3 separate regions of the Mus musculus genome follow, and all the other regions are linked to region 3. Evidence: chromatin contacts called from public HiChIP or PLAC-seq and promoter capture Hi-C data. All regions are on one chromosome and are shown on one strand. Each heading gives the region's core, a stretch centred on a gene start, on an enhancer-like site or on the middle of the called end of the contact. The rest is flanking DNA. Distances are from core to core; before and after follow the strand shown. Region 1 has its middle 37 kb from the start of Neurl1b. Region 2 holds the start of Neurl1b (neuralized E3 ubiquitin protein ligase 1B). Region 3 holds the start of Decr2 (2-4-dienoyl-Coenzyme A reductase 2, peroxisomal).

Evidence for each region. Promoter capture Hi-C pulls out the DNA fragments that hold promoters and counts their contacts. HiChIP or PLAC-seq counts read pairs in DNA pulled down with a chosen protein or histone mark.
Region 1: an HNF4G HiChIP or PLAC-seq map of pancreatic cancer cells shows a contact between it and region 3. The contact joins the enhancer-like site here to the promoter of Decr2 in region 3. A contact is called at or near these places in 5 of 39 promoter capture datasets (the 3T3-L1 cell line, the SN4741 cell line, hippocampal neurons and 1 more), 1 of 484 Hi-C or Micro-C datasets (the MNK3 cell line) and 1 of 115 datasets of contacts at active chromatin or transcription factors (pancreatic cancer cells).
Region 2: a promoter capture Hi-C map of pre-B cells shows a contact between it and region 3, with 3 times the contacts expected there. The contact joins the promoter of Neurl1b here to the promoter of Decr2 in region 3. A contact is called at or near these places in 2 of 39 promoter capture datasets (liver and pre-B cells), 1 of 484 Hi-C or Micro-C datasets (the G1E-ER4 cell line), 1 of 115 datasets of contacts at active chromatin or transcription factors (pancreatic cancer cells) and 2 of 9 other capture datasets (adipose tissue and pancreatic islet).

The regions. Positions count from the first base shown.
Region 1 is chr17:26,449,480-26,453,962 of GRCm38.p6, reverse strand. No RefSeq gene overlaps it. Among named protein-coding and RNA genes, the nearest start is that of Neurl1b, 37 kb to the right of the region's middle. Within about 2 kb of position 2,127, at least 57 of the 459 cell types and tissues checked have an H3K27ac peak or open chromatin away from gene starts, as enhancers often do. A contact at or near this core is called in pancreatic cancer cells, where this site is marked.
Region 2 is chr17:26,412,206-26,416,244 of GRCm38.p6, reverse strand. Neurl1b (neuralized E3 ubiquitin protein ligase 1B) reads right to left here and starts at 1,386. Exons shown (of 5, transcript NM_001081656.3): 1 at 1,250-1,386. The coding sequence starts at 1,280.
Region 3 is chr17:26,088,232-26,092,318 of GRCm38.p6, reverse strand. Decr2 (2-4-dienoyl-Coenzyme A reductase 2, peroxisomal) reads left to right here and starts at 2,155. Exons shown (of 9, transcript NM_011933.2): 1 at 2,155-2,355; 2 at 3,322-3,390. The coding sequence starts at 2,276. Nme4 (NME/NM23 nucleoside diphosphate kinase 4) reads left to right here. Exons shown (of 5, transcript NM_019731.1): 5 at 167-574. The coding sequence ends at 290.

The DNA of each region.
Region 1 (4,483 bases), core at 878-3,377, 360 kb before region 3:
TGCACAGCTAGCTCTACAGGCAAGCCCCGTCACTGTCCATTGGGTCCTATTTATACTCCCTCCAAATGTCATGTGTCCTCTATGGGTCTTGCCTGGATATGTGTCTTGCCTCAGCACATGAGTCTCTCTTAGCAAAACTCCATGTGAGTTTGTTATCAATTGACATCACTCTGACAACCTGCCTGAGTCCACGGAAGCAGCAAGAAGCCACCAGTGCACCACCAGAAGTTTTTTGGTGTGTTTCTCTCTATCGGGTCCTGACAAATGATGAGCAATGGTAAGGCACACCATTCCCACTCAACACCATCCACTGTCGGTTGGATCCTTCTAAACAGCATGTGTCCCAGTGAAATGTTCCTTCACAAGTCTGCCTAAGTGAGACATCCTTTCACCTGTGTCCTCTTCAGGGAAACACTCCTTCAGGCATCTGCCCCAGCAAAACACTATCTGACACAACTGACTTTCCAAAGAAACCAGAAGTCTCCACTTCAGTATGGCCTATCTGCCCGAGGGCCACTGTGTCCCTGAGAGGGCAGGCTGGCACTATTGCTGCTTGTTGTTAGCTAGTGTGCAGAGGTAGCCACGCATGTTATCAGTTATCATCCTGAAAAGTAACTGGCTTTGTGACCCAGCAGAAACTTGCCACACACTAGACCATGCCTCTGAATCACTGGGTCACAAATTCCTCAAGTTCTGGGATATTCATATTCCAGTCGCTAAAGCTATACATTTAGCACTCCTAATATGCTGTCTTATGTCTGTGTTCCCATTGCCTCTCTTTAAGGTTCCTGGCATAGGTAGGCTGGGTGAATTAAAGTGAGCCTGAGACCAGTGACCTGAGGCAAGGACCAGGTGCATGACCCACCTCCTGGTCCTTCAGGGTGTGGTAATCCTGGGATCCTATCGGGGTCTGAGCTTCTCCAGTAGGCTCCCACCACCGTGCCAGGCCATCCAAAAACAGCCTCCAAGTCACCCTGATATCCCCACATCCTGAAAACACCAACCTGCAAAGCCAACTACTGGGTTTTCACTTTCCTGATTGCTGGGTGTCACCTGGAGGGTGACACCTGGAGGGTGCTGGGTGGGGTGGAAGTGTTGATCTGGATTTGATCAGAGAGCCAGCTGCCTATGTGAGTTGGAGGGGCGCCACATTTCATCATGTCCACTAGAGGGAGATGATGTTTCATCTTCCAAAAAGCCACAGTTGCCTCTCTTCAAAAAGCTGAAACCCCTTCCAACTTCAGCTTTATGGCTTTCCAGAGGCCTAAGTGTGGGCTGTCCCTGAGCAGGGGCCCTTGTGTCAATTCAGGGAGGAAACCTGCTTAAGAGCCGTCAGGGAATGGCTTCTGAGGACATCTTGGGGAAGAGCCTGATGAGGCAGGAGAATGCCAAATTGGACTGTTGCCCCAGACCCAGTGGTGCACCCACCTGCTGACCTGTCTGCTCCTTGGCCGGGCAGCCCCTTTCTGCTGGTGGGACTCAGGACAGTATCCCTGCTGGCCAAAAGCTGCCTGCCTCTAGTGCCTGGCTTTTCTGAAACCTTAGAAGAGGCTCACCTAAGCCTCGGCCTCTGTATCACCGCCACAGTAGCTAAAGCAATGCCCCTGTGAAAAGGTGTCTCTATTTTTCAGGGCACAGCCAAAGGGGGCCTGTGTGGAGGTGAGATTGGCACAGAGAAGGAGGAGTCTGAGAGGGAGCAGGGGGAGTGTCTGAAGGATTCCCTTTTAGCAACTTCTGACGTCTATCCTGTGCTGGCTCATGAGACCTTCCCCTCGGCTCATTTCCATCCCCCTGAAGTGGGCTGGCTGTCCCTGGGAGCAGTGCAGAGGCTGGAAGCAATGACTGGGTTTCAGGCAGCTCCACTGCCTTTGCTGGGGAAGGCCTGGCCTTTCCCACGCCTCCCCTGGAATTCGAGACTGCTCCTGGGAGTTGAGCAAAAGTGTGACTTTCCCTCCAGAGTCAGAAGGTTAGCCTCCCAGGCCTGGACCAGCATTCTTGACCAGGAACCAAAACAAACAAGGGGACGGGGCCAGAGCAGGCTCAGAAGCAGGCCTGGTAAGCCCCTGTCTCAGCACCCTGGTTTCATTCTTTGTGGGAAGGAGGTGCGCTAAATTTAGAGACCGGTTTGGTGGAGGTGGGACAGAACTCAATAGCTCCACCACGTGGTGGTAGACTGCAGGGAGCAGAGCTGTGTATAGCCCAGCAGGTTGTCACTGGGGGAACAAACAACTGCCTAGTCCTCTTTATCCAAAAAGAGACACCTAACACCCCAAGGGGGCAAATGCAAGCATTGTGTTGCAAGCACCTTCCTTCTGGCCTGCAGCATCCATGTGCCCTCCATGTTCCTGTCTGCAGCTCACTGCTTCCACCTGGGGCCATTGTGAAGTATTTGAGGGTTACTCAGCTAGAGCCCTGCCCTACCACGACAGCAGATCTGACAAGCCAATTAACTTCACTGTGGCTACTGGCTGAGTAGCATATACATTGTGGACACTTGGAAGGATGTATGTACAGTGTAAGCCTGTGGGTCATTTATTACCAGAGTGTTCTGTGTAGTATTCAGACCAAGGTTGACTGTGGGTAAACCATAGAACGGATGGAAATCAGGATAAAATAGAGTCCTGTACTTAGCATTGACTATGTGGCATCACTGTGACCTAACCCACAAGGTGGGGGATGCCTCTCTTTCCTCAGAGATCCAACTAGGCTGAGAGGGAAGGGGTTTCACCCAGAAGCAGGTCTGGACCTGAATGTGTGTTCATGCTCTCTCATCCACCATGCTAGATCCCAGAGGCCCTGTGCTAGCTGACACCAAAAGCCCCAGGCAGTATGCCAACCTACTGGCGAGAAGATGGAGTTTAGGGAGGGGCCTCCCTTTCATAGATGGCTCCAGGGTGCTGTCACATGCAGAGTGATTTTTTTGAGATAGTGGAGAGGGTCTCACACAGGAGGTGGGTGGAGTAGTGTGTAGGCTCCAGGACTGCCAAGCAACTCCAGAGCTGATCTTGTGCTGCTCGGGCAGCTGAGGCTGCAGTAATAGGCCTTATGTACAGCCTCGGAAAAGATGCCTAGGCCTAGGCGGGCCACATCTGGGACAGCAGGCAGAAAAGGGGACCAGGGCTGGTACCTCCTCTCTGGATGTATTTAATAGTCAGGGTCAAGTTTTGTTTCCAGAACTGGATGCCCGGAATACTTGAGTTCTTCCCATCTTCATGTAGAAGTCAAAACAACTTCCAGAACCAGGCTGAACCTATAGGAAGCCTAGGTGAGACCCTGGTTCTGGGAGGGCACAATGGTACATCATCGTCCAGATATGGCCACTGCTTCTCTTTGCCCATCTGTGTTTCAAATTAATGAGTGGTCTTTTTCTTCTTTTTCTTCTCTTTCTTTTCTCCCTTCTCTTTCCCCACTCTCTTCACTTCCTTCCTTTCTACTGGAGATTTAGCCACAGGTCAGCTGGACTGCAGCAAAAGAGCCAGTCCATTCAAAGCCTGCCTCACCTGCAGGCCCTGCCCTCATCGAGCCTCCTCCTCCTCTGCTTCCCTACAGGGCCAGAACACCTGGGGAGGTGGGTGAAGGCTGTGATGAAATTCCTTGGAAGATTCATTTGCCTTGGTAAAATCACCAGGACTAGATGCTGGAGCAGAATGAAGAAGTCAGAGAAGAAAGCTTTCGGCTACACAGTAAGGTAGAGAACTCCTGTTTCTGGTCCTGCTTCTCTTTAGTGGCAGCAGGGCCTACTCCAGAGTTTTTGTGAGGACCGGTGGATGAAATGGAAGTCATTCACGTGTAGGAAGTGCTCACTAAATGACCCCTTATTGTTAGCTCTGTGTGCTACTCAGCGTGCAGAACCTCAAGAGCGAGGGAAAGAGAAATTTGTGTGCATGTAAGATGGCCAAACCCAGGGTTGGCTCAGAGTCTGTTTGCAGGAGTGGTGGGGGCTTTGCACACTCAAAGAGAAACTGGAGAAGGCAGGGACAAGTGTGCAAGACCAGGAGGGACACTGACGACTTCCTTGCATTGCTGTGATAAAGCCACTATGACCAAAAGCAATCTGGGGGAGGGAAAGATGACTTCATTTTATAACACAGTCCTTAATGAAGGGAAAGTGAGGCAGGAACTCAAGACAGAAACCTGGAGGGTGGAGCTGAGCTGGAGATGACAGAGACACACTGTTTATCGGTTTCCTCCCCTCGGCTTGCTCAGCCTTCTTTCTTCTATACTCCAGGGCCACCCATCTAGGGAGAGCACTGCTCACAGTGGGCTGGGCCCGTCCACATCACTCATTGAGCAAGGAAATGTCCTGAAGGCTTGCTCACAGGCCACTCTGATGGAGACATCTTCCCAACCCTGTGTTCTCCTTCCAGATGGCCCTGGCTTGTAGCAAGTTGACAACAACAACCAGAAAATCACTAAGTGGTTCATAGCCTTTGCATCTGAATTGATCTGTCCCTCAGCCTCAGTAATGCACTGGCCCACACTG
Region 2 (4,039 bases), core at 137-2,636, 320 kb before region 3:
AGATCGGTGGCTGGGTCTCTTCAGCCTAGCAAGAAGCGGTTATCACTCTGTCTAGTACAGACCCAGGTTCCAAAGCCACCTCTGAAGCTGACCAGCCTGTGACTCCACCTGGCTGACCTTAGGAATGATCCAGTAAAAGCCACCCAGGGGCTTGTTAGTAGAAGGGGCTGTCTGTCTCCCCAGTGGTCCTTAGGTCTCAGGTTGGTCCAATCCCTTCCAGGGGAAGAGACAACTCTATTAGGATAACTGCCGGAGGAAGGGCTGTGGGGGTGTCAGAACAGAGATGGGGTGTCAGCTGGGCTGTGCTAAATCTGACCTACAGCCAACTTGCTTCTTCTCTGAACTACCCTCCCCCAACACACACACACACACACACACACACACACACAGAGAGAGAGAGAGAGAGAGAGAGAGAGAGAGAGAGAGAGAGAGAGAGAGAGAGCCTCTGCTTAAGGATGCTGCGAATGCCGAATGCCCAGTTTTATGCCCAAACACTTCTGAAGACTTGGGACACAGTGGGGGTGAGGGGCGGGGCAGACAGGCTGACAGGGCCCATGCAGTCTCCCACCACTGCCTGTCACCGGGTCATTTCTCCTGTACTGAGGTTAAACTTCTTGTGTAAAATCGGGGTGTCTTTTCTTAGGAGGACGATTCTTTGCAGACAGGCAGTGACAGCCTCGGCGCGCTGACATGTTCCACCATCACTAGGTATTTTCAGCGAGGCGTGGCGTCCCCCGGCCTCCGCACGCCCGCCCCACGCCCCTCGCCCACCGCCTTTCTCGGGTCTAGGAAATTCTAGGGCGCTTTTAACTAGGGGGCGATGCGCCCCACAGCAATGGCTCAGATGGGGCTGGGAGGGCCCCCAACAGAACGGACACCCGAACGGGGCGCAGCCGGGCGCGCGTGGGAACGCCGCCAAGAACTAGCACGTGTGCCGGGGGCGCCTGTGGACTGTACGCGGAGACCCGGGACACCCGCGCCCTGCAACCCCCCTGAAGGGTTCCGGCCGGGGGAAGCCCCGATACCTCCCTCCGGCTCGCTCATTAGCGACCTCCGGCTGGAACAAAGGCGTGGGGCGCACGGCCAAGGCCAGGAAAACCAGGAGGGGTCCGCACATCCCTGCAGGGGTGCGGCTCCGGGGCTCGGGCTCCGGCAACCAGGCTCTGGCTTGCACCCGGGCTCCGCGGCTGCGACGACCCGGGGAGGACCAGGCGCTCCGCGCCACTTCGGGGCGCGGCTCCGGGCGTACCTGGCAGGGTCCGGTGCACCGTGTTGCCCATCGCTACTCCGAGACTCGCGGCGCGGGGCTAGCTGGGCGGGCCGGGGGCCGCGGCCGGGCTGCGGGGCATTGCCGCTGCACCGGCGACCGGCGGGCGGCAGATGGGCGGCGCGGGCGGCGGCGGGAGGAGGCGGAGCCACCGGCCCGGGCGCGCCCGCCCCGCCCCCGCGCCCGCCACCAACCGTGCTTGGGCGGGGCTGGGGCCGCCGCCGCGTCTTTTGAAAGTTTGCACCGGTAGCGCGCTGGAGAGGCGGGGCTGGCCTCCTGCCCTCGTCGTTCCCGCGCGCACCGACCTTGCTCTTTTTGCCAATCGGGATGGGTCGCCGGGTGCCGAGTCCTTGTCCAGGCATTCGGCCACTTTGGGTGGTGCCTCGACTCAGGGACGACGCGCACACATGCAGGTCACGCCAGACAGTGTCAAGGGCTCCATGACAGTCCATCCAGGGTGAGATGGGGGTGGGGGGTAGGGATGGGGAACTTCTCCATCCCCTAGGCCGCATACCTAGGAGGAGAGACTTCAGTATGTAGTGGTTGTTTAGGGGGGGGGGCGGGACCCAGACTTGAGCTCACTGTGCCTTCTTCATTAAAGTACTGCCCACACCCTATGTACCAGGCCCTCTGCTGAGCCCCAGACGCAGTCCCTGCTCTCAAGGAAGAGAAAATTAGCAATCAAGATCACATAGTGGTCAAAACCAACAATAACATTGAAGTGTCAGATAGGGCCGGCTGAGGGTTTTTGAGAGAACGAGGTGGCATGTGAGGTGGGTAGTGTTGCCAGGAGGTACGAGGCGGCGGCGTTGGGGGGGGGGAGGGGGCTGAGAGGGGGAGGTGCATCCACTCCCACCGCATAAATCTTTTCTCAGAACCTTCCAGCCTTGGCTACTCTTCTATAAAAGGCCAGCTAGCCCATGCCACCCCTAGTCCAATTCACAGACTAACACACCAAGGTGGGGGAGGTGTAATGACTCTGTGAGGAGACCCAGTCCCTAACCATTACTTTCAGACTCCCATACTCAGTACTCTCGTCAGTTTAGGAAGCAGGGTTATTACCTCCACAGCACAGACAGGGTAAACCGAGGGTCAGTGGGTAGACGAGATGTCCAAACCTATCTCCCAGTGGCTGAGGGCAAGCTCCCTCTGAAACGGAGTAAAAAGAGGTGCTCAGAGGACCGCCTCCTGCCTTGGTTTCTCGTTGTCCTCAGACTCTCCTCTGTTGTTCCCCAGGAAGCCATGGCCAGACCTATTCTGTACTGAGTTTCTAATTCTCAATTACAAGTGCTCTCAGTTATTTAAAATTTCACCCCAAACTCTGGTGGGCAAAGGTACTTTAGCTGGGTAGGCCTTCACTCTGTATGACCCTGGGGTCCTTAGAGAGGTCGCCATTGCTATAAAAGGAGTTGAGGAATTTCACTTAGATAAAATGGCTCAGGGCAACAGGACTTTGTGGCGGCAGGGTGGGGAAGCTGCTGTTAAAAAGCCACTTTCAGAGCACTCCAGCAAGTGGCTGTGTTTCAGTCACCTCCCCAGATGTTCGCTGCAGCCACTGAACCCACCGCACCCCAACTGTTCTGGTGTGTGTCTCGGGGTGGGGAGGACATGTAGATTTGAAAGGCTGAGGTTGAGCCTCTCGGTCCCCATGTGGATGTGCTGTGGGGAAATGCTATGTCTTCCACGTCAGTGGCAACAACAGCAGACCACACAGGAAAAAAAAAAAAATCAGGACCAGGGAACTTCTTGAAGGTCCAGAGCTCTAAATTAGTGTGTTAAATAACATGAGCTTAAAGCAATGTTATCTTCAACATTGCTTTAAATGGAGCTGATATCACCCTGTGTGACAGTGATAATTCATTGTGGTGGAGGTGATAAGCCTGCGCCTGTAAGATAATAAATTAACCTTATAAATGAGCATCTGCCTGCCTCTCTCTCTTCCCCTCTTGTCTTTTTTTGGACTCTAGCTTGACACGCATGGGCTCTTGGGAAGGACGGAGGTTGTCCTTCTATCTACAGTCCAGGTAGATTCTAGACTGTCTCTTATTTGAGTATGTATGGTAATTGCTCCATCACTGAGGTCCCCCGGCATCTTGTCCTGTCCTTCAGCTACACCCTTGCTGCAGCTGCTGCCTTCCTGTCCTTTCCACTCTAAGGGGGCTCACTCAGCCCTGCCTCCCCACATAGTGCTGGCCCACTCAGTGCATACTGAATAAAACATCTGCAGAGAAGCCTGGCTCTGATGGGCAGAAGACAGAAAAGAAGGAGGGAGGCAAAAGGGAAAGAAAGAGGAGGAAGGGAAGAATTGGAAAGGAATGAGCTGTTGTGACGGTAGTCCCGCCTACTCGTCTTGAGTGACAGGTGTGGGCAAAATAAGCAAACAGAATAAACAGTGCATTAAAACAAATGGAGGCTGTGGCCAGTCCAGTCCAGGCTGAATTGCTCATACTAAAAGCTGCATTGGCTCTAAAGCCCACCCCCTCACAAGAAAGCTAAGCTGATGAATAAAGGTGATGCCAGTGGCTTAGCCACTTAGGGAGACCCCTGTGGCAGGAATAGGAAACAGCTAGGAACATTGCTGTGAGGGCTTCTGGGTTCCATGGATTTCTAGAATTCACTAAGAGGCAGGAATATACTGTGGTGGGTCATTCTAGGGTCCCAGGCTAGAAAAACCACAGAGGGCTTCCCCTGATTAAGGCTGATCTCCCATGGCCCTGCTTCTGTACTACCAAGAAAGCAAGAAACGTCAATCAGCGTGGGTTAGGAGATCTG
Region 3 (4,087 bases), core at 906-3,405:
TTATAGGCTTGTAGCACCATAACCAACTCCAAAATCTCCTTCTCTTCTCTACGGTCACCTTGTTCCCTGACAGAGGGCAGCAGGTTAGAGGCAAGATAGCCCTGGGGTCCCAATCCAGACTTAAACTGGACTCAACCACAGACTCCACCTTTTCCACCTCTCACAGGAACGTCATCCATGCTAGCGATTCTGTGGATGGGGCCCAGAGGGAGATCGAGCTGTGGTTTCAGAGCAGCGAACTGTTGAACTGGGCAGATGGTGGTCACCACAGCAGCTGCTACCCTGCCTGAGGGCTTGCACTGCCTTCTGCACTTCAGGTCTACCCATGACCTACTACCTCTGTCAACAAGAAGTCAAGCCCCCATGCTTCCCATGTCCCCAAACCACTCCCTACTCCCGCTCTACCCAACTCCAGCCCAGGGGAGTCTAAGCCTCAACTCTATGTGCCTTTTTGTATCCTAAGTCAATACAATATTGGACCATGTCCTTGTGTACAAAAGTGCCAGACAACCTTTGGGGCATTGTCAAAGGTGACTTCACCTGCCTCAAAGGAGAGACATTAAAATTTTATGCTTAAAATGGAAATGGTCTACTTACTAGTTCTGCTATCTCAGCACTGTGTGACCTTTCCTGGGAGATATGAACAAATGCTTGTTCACCCCCTCTAGGGCACCAATAACAGACTAGAGTAACAATTCCAACCATTTCCAGTTGGTGAACCCATGAGTTCGTTGGACTGGCTTATGGGACCGTGGATGAGAGATTGGCCACAGAAACATGGGTGACCTCAGGACAGCCGAGTCACTGAAAGGTCCCCCTGCCCCCAGCATGGGCAGTGACAGCAAGCCTGATGGGATCCTGCTTTCAGTTTACCTACCTCCTACAGGGGAGTAGAAAGTCCTAGGTGAGGAGTTAAGGCCAGTGTATAATGCCGATCCTGGATTACTACTCCCCTAGTCCCAGCTACCACCGTATTCTACTTATTTCATTGGCACGACTACAGGGCCAAGCTATAGGTCACCAGAGCAATGATGCACCATGATGTCCCATAGTCATGACAAATGTGGAGGAAATTGCTTTACTCAAGCACTTTAATGAGTGTTTTTATGCATGGTATAAAACATTAGGCCTGAAGCTTAGAGCTTTGAGTAAAGAAAGGAAGGATCCCTCGACTTTGGGTAAATGCAAGAACCAAGCAAGAATCCAGGGCCCATGAAATTGAGAATCCAATTGGGGTTCTTTTGCGGGCGCTGGTATAGCTCCTGCCCATCTGATTTGTCTGAGGATGGCAGTAAAGAATAGACCGGACCTGAGGCTTCTTCAAGGCCCAGTGAGCGAGCCTTCAGTAGGAGTACACACCAGTCTTTGTGGGTATTGTGTATCAGGTCTCCTGAAGTTGGAACAGCAGAGCCTAACACTCCAAGGGCTACTCTCATCTCTCCCTCAATGCAACCCAGGCACAAAAGAGTATCCTCCACTCCCGACCTGATGCTGTCCATGATGACCACCACGGCCTGATGTCCATTTATGTTCACATTGACACATGTAAGTCACATCTCACCCCGGATCCCAGAGTCACTGATTCAGTTGCAGGTACATCATGACAGCTTCTGTGGCTAATTTGATAAGTCATTTCACTCTTTGACATCTAGACAATGGAACCCAGTTCTTGGTTCTCTGAGTTTCAGTGCAGTGATTCTTGCCAGCCAGCAAGAGGTTCACTCTGGACTTTCCACCCGGGTTAGCCACGAGAGGGAGCTATTGGGTTTGCAAGCTCCAGATTCTCTGCACTGGGAGGTAGTGTCCAAGAGCGGTGTTCATCTGGAGTTCCGACTTCCACAGCTGATAGCACGCAGCCCGGCCAGCTTGGGTATATGGACTAAGTGGCTGCACAGACACCAACTGGGAAAGGAACCGGGCATTTAACTGGCTGGAGCGTCTCTGGGCCTCTGTATCAGTGCCTCCTCCCATTCTCAGTCCCAGCAGGCTGCGCGCCACCGAGGGCGGGGTGTCCGCCTGGTCGAGTGGGAAGGGCTGGAGGCTGGGAGTTGCGGGAGGGTCTGTGATAGGAAGGCTTGAAGGGCCCAGGCACCTTTTTGGGGTGGGGCGCCCCTGTCCCACCCCCGTCTGATGGGCGGCTTGATGTGGGGGCAGAACTTTGGTCCTGGATCTTTCTGGGCGGAGCGAGCAACCTGCAGAACGCTGCGTTTTGCGTTGGAAAGGTAGATCTGGTTCCTGGTTCCACTGTCCTTGCCATCCCGGACACGCAGCAATCATGGCCCAGCCGCCGCCCGACGTTGAGGGGGATGACTGTCTTCCTGAATACCACCATCTCTTCTGCCCGGATCTTCTCCAGTGAGCTAAAGCAGGGAACCAGGGGGCGATCCAGACTTGGGGCACAGGGTTTAACGAATCTGCCACTGGATGTGACATCACAGAGGACAGATGCTCAGTACTCCGTTCCTGGGCAATCGTAGACCTGAAGTTTCTTGGGGTTCTGGAAGAATGGGATGAGGGACTGAGGGTGGAAGCTGCTCACTTTGTTTTGTTTTGTTTTAGAGACAGGGTTTCTCTGTATAGCCTTGGCTGTCCTGGAAGTCACTTTGTAGACCAGGCTAGCCTCGAACTCAGAAATCCGCCTGCCTCTGCCTCCCGAGTGCTGGAATTAAAGGCGTGCGACACCACGCCCGGCGCTTGCTCACTTTTGAAAACAAGTCTCTCTTGGTAACTTACTACGCAGAAAATTTTAGGCTAAATAAACTCCTTCACCTCCGAACTTCTAGGGAGCCTAAAAATAACCGACTTTAAAGATTGCAGTTTTATGGCTGGGGATTTATGTCTTGCAAATTCATTGAGTACCTGTTTAGCAGGAGCATGTTTTCCTTCATAGCGAAACTGGGTAGAAGTTCATGGAGTGAAAGTTCTCCACGGGCCGCTTATCTATTTGAGCTTGAGTTAACAGAGATCTATCTATCTAAAGCTCTTCGAGATGAGGTTTCTCTGTGAAGCCCTGGCTGTCCTAGAACTCTCTCTGTAGACCAGGCTGGCTTTTAATTCTTGGTCCCCCTGTCTCCACTTCTCACAGGCTGGAATTACAGGCATGCATCCCCCATCAAGCTAAAACATGGTTTTCAAAGAAGAGTTTAGGGACTAGAGAGATGGCTGAATAAGTTCAGAGCACTTACTGTTCTTGCAGGAGACCCAGCATTGGTTCCCAGCATCCACACGAGGACTCAACTCTCTGTAGGCACACAGGCAAAACACTCATACTGGTAAAACAAATAAATATTTAAAAATGACTACATTTTCTTGTTTTTGAAGGGACAAAGTGGCCTTTATCACAGGTGGTGGTTCTGGGATTGGCTTCCGGATCGCAGAGATTTTCATGAGGTACACACTACCGGAACCCTTCCTGCCACCTTACGTCCCTTTGTCTGGATCTTGGTGGATTTGGGGGAGTGGTTGAATGCTGTCTTGGGGAGAGGTCAGGACCTTTGTGGTCTCCTAGAATTAGTTGAGACTGTGTGTGACTAGCCTCACAGCCTCGTACGTTGACGGGGTGCTGCTGATGTGGGAGAAGAGTGTCCCTTGGACACAGGTTTTGTGACCTCATTGAGAGGATTAGCAGCTCGATACCAAAGCTGGTGGAGGCTCAGAATTGTGGAGGTGGAGGTAGAAGAACCCTTCTCCAGTCTTCCCCAGCACTCAGCTTTTCACAACTGGACGTGAGTCCCACAAGAATCGACTGAGGCTCCAAGTAGTAGATTATTATTCAGAGCTGGTGGCTTTATGAAGTTTCTTCTAGTAGAACAAAGCCCTGTCTATTCAGAGTCGGGAAGATTAAATAAGCTGGTGTAGCTTCTATGAAAACCTGTGGAGCAGGTCATAGACACTGTTGTCACCGGGTGGCTCCCCCTCTCAAAATGGGCTCCTGTTCTTCACTCCAGTGTCCCAGCAGGGCCCTGCACAGATATGGGATTGACACCAGTATCCCACTACACCCTCTCTGCCATGTACATGGTATCTGAGGCAGGGTACCCCAAGCCAGAGACACACCACAGACACCTAGGAGTGGGCAGCCATGGCA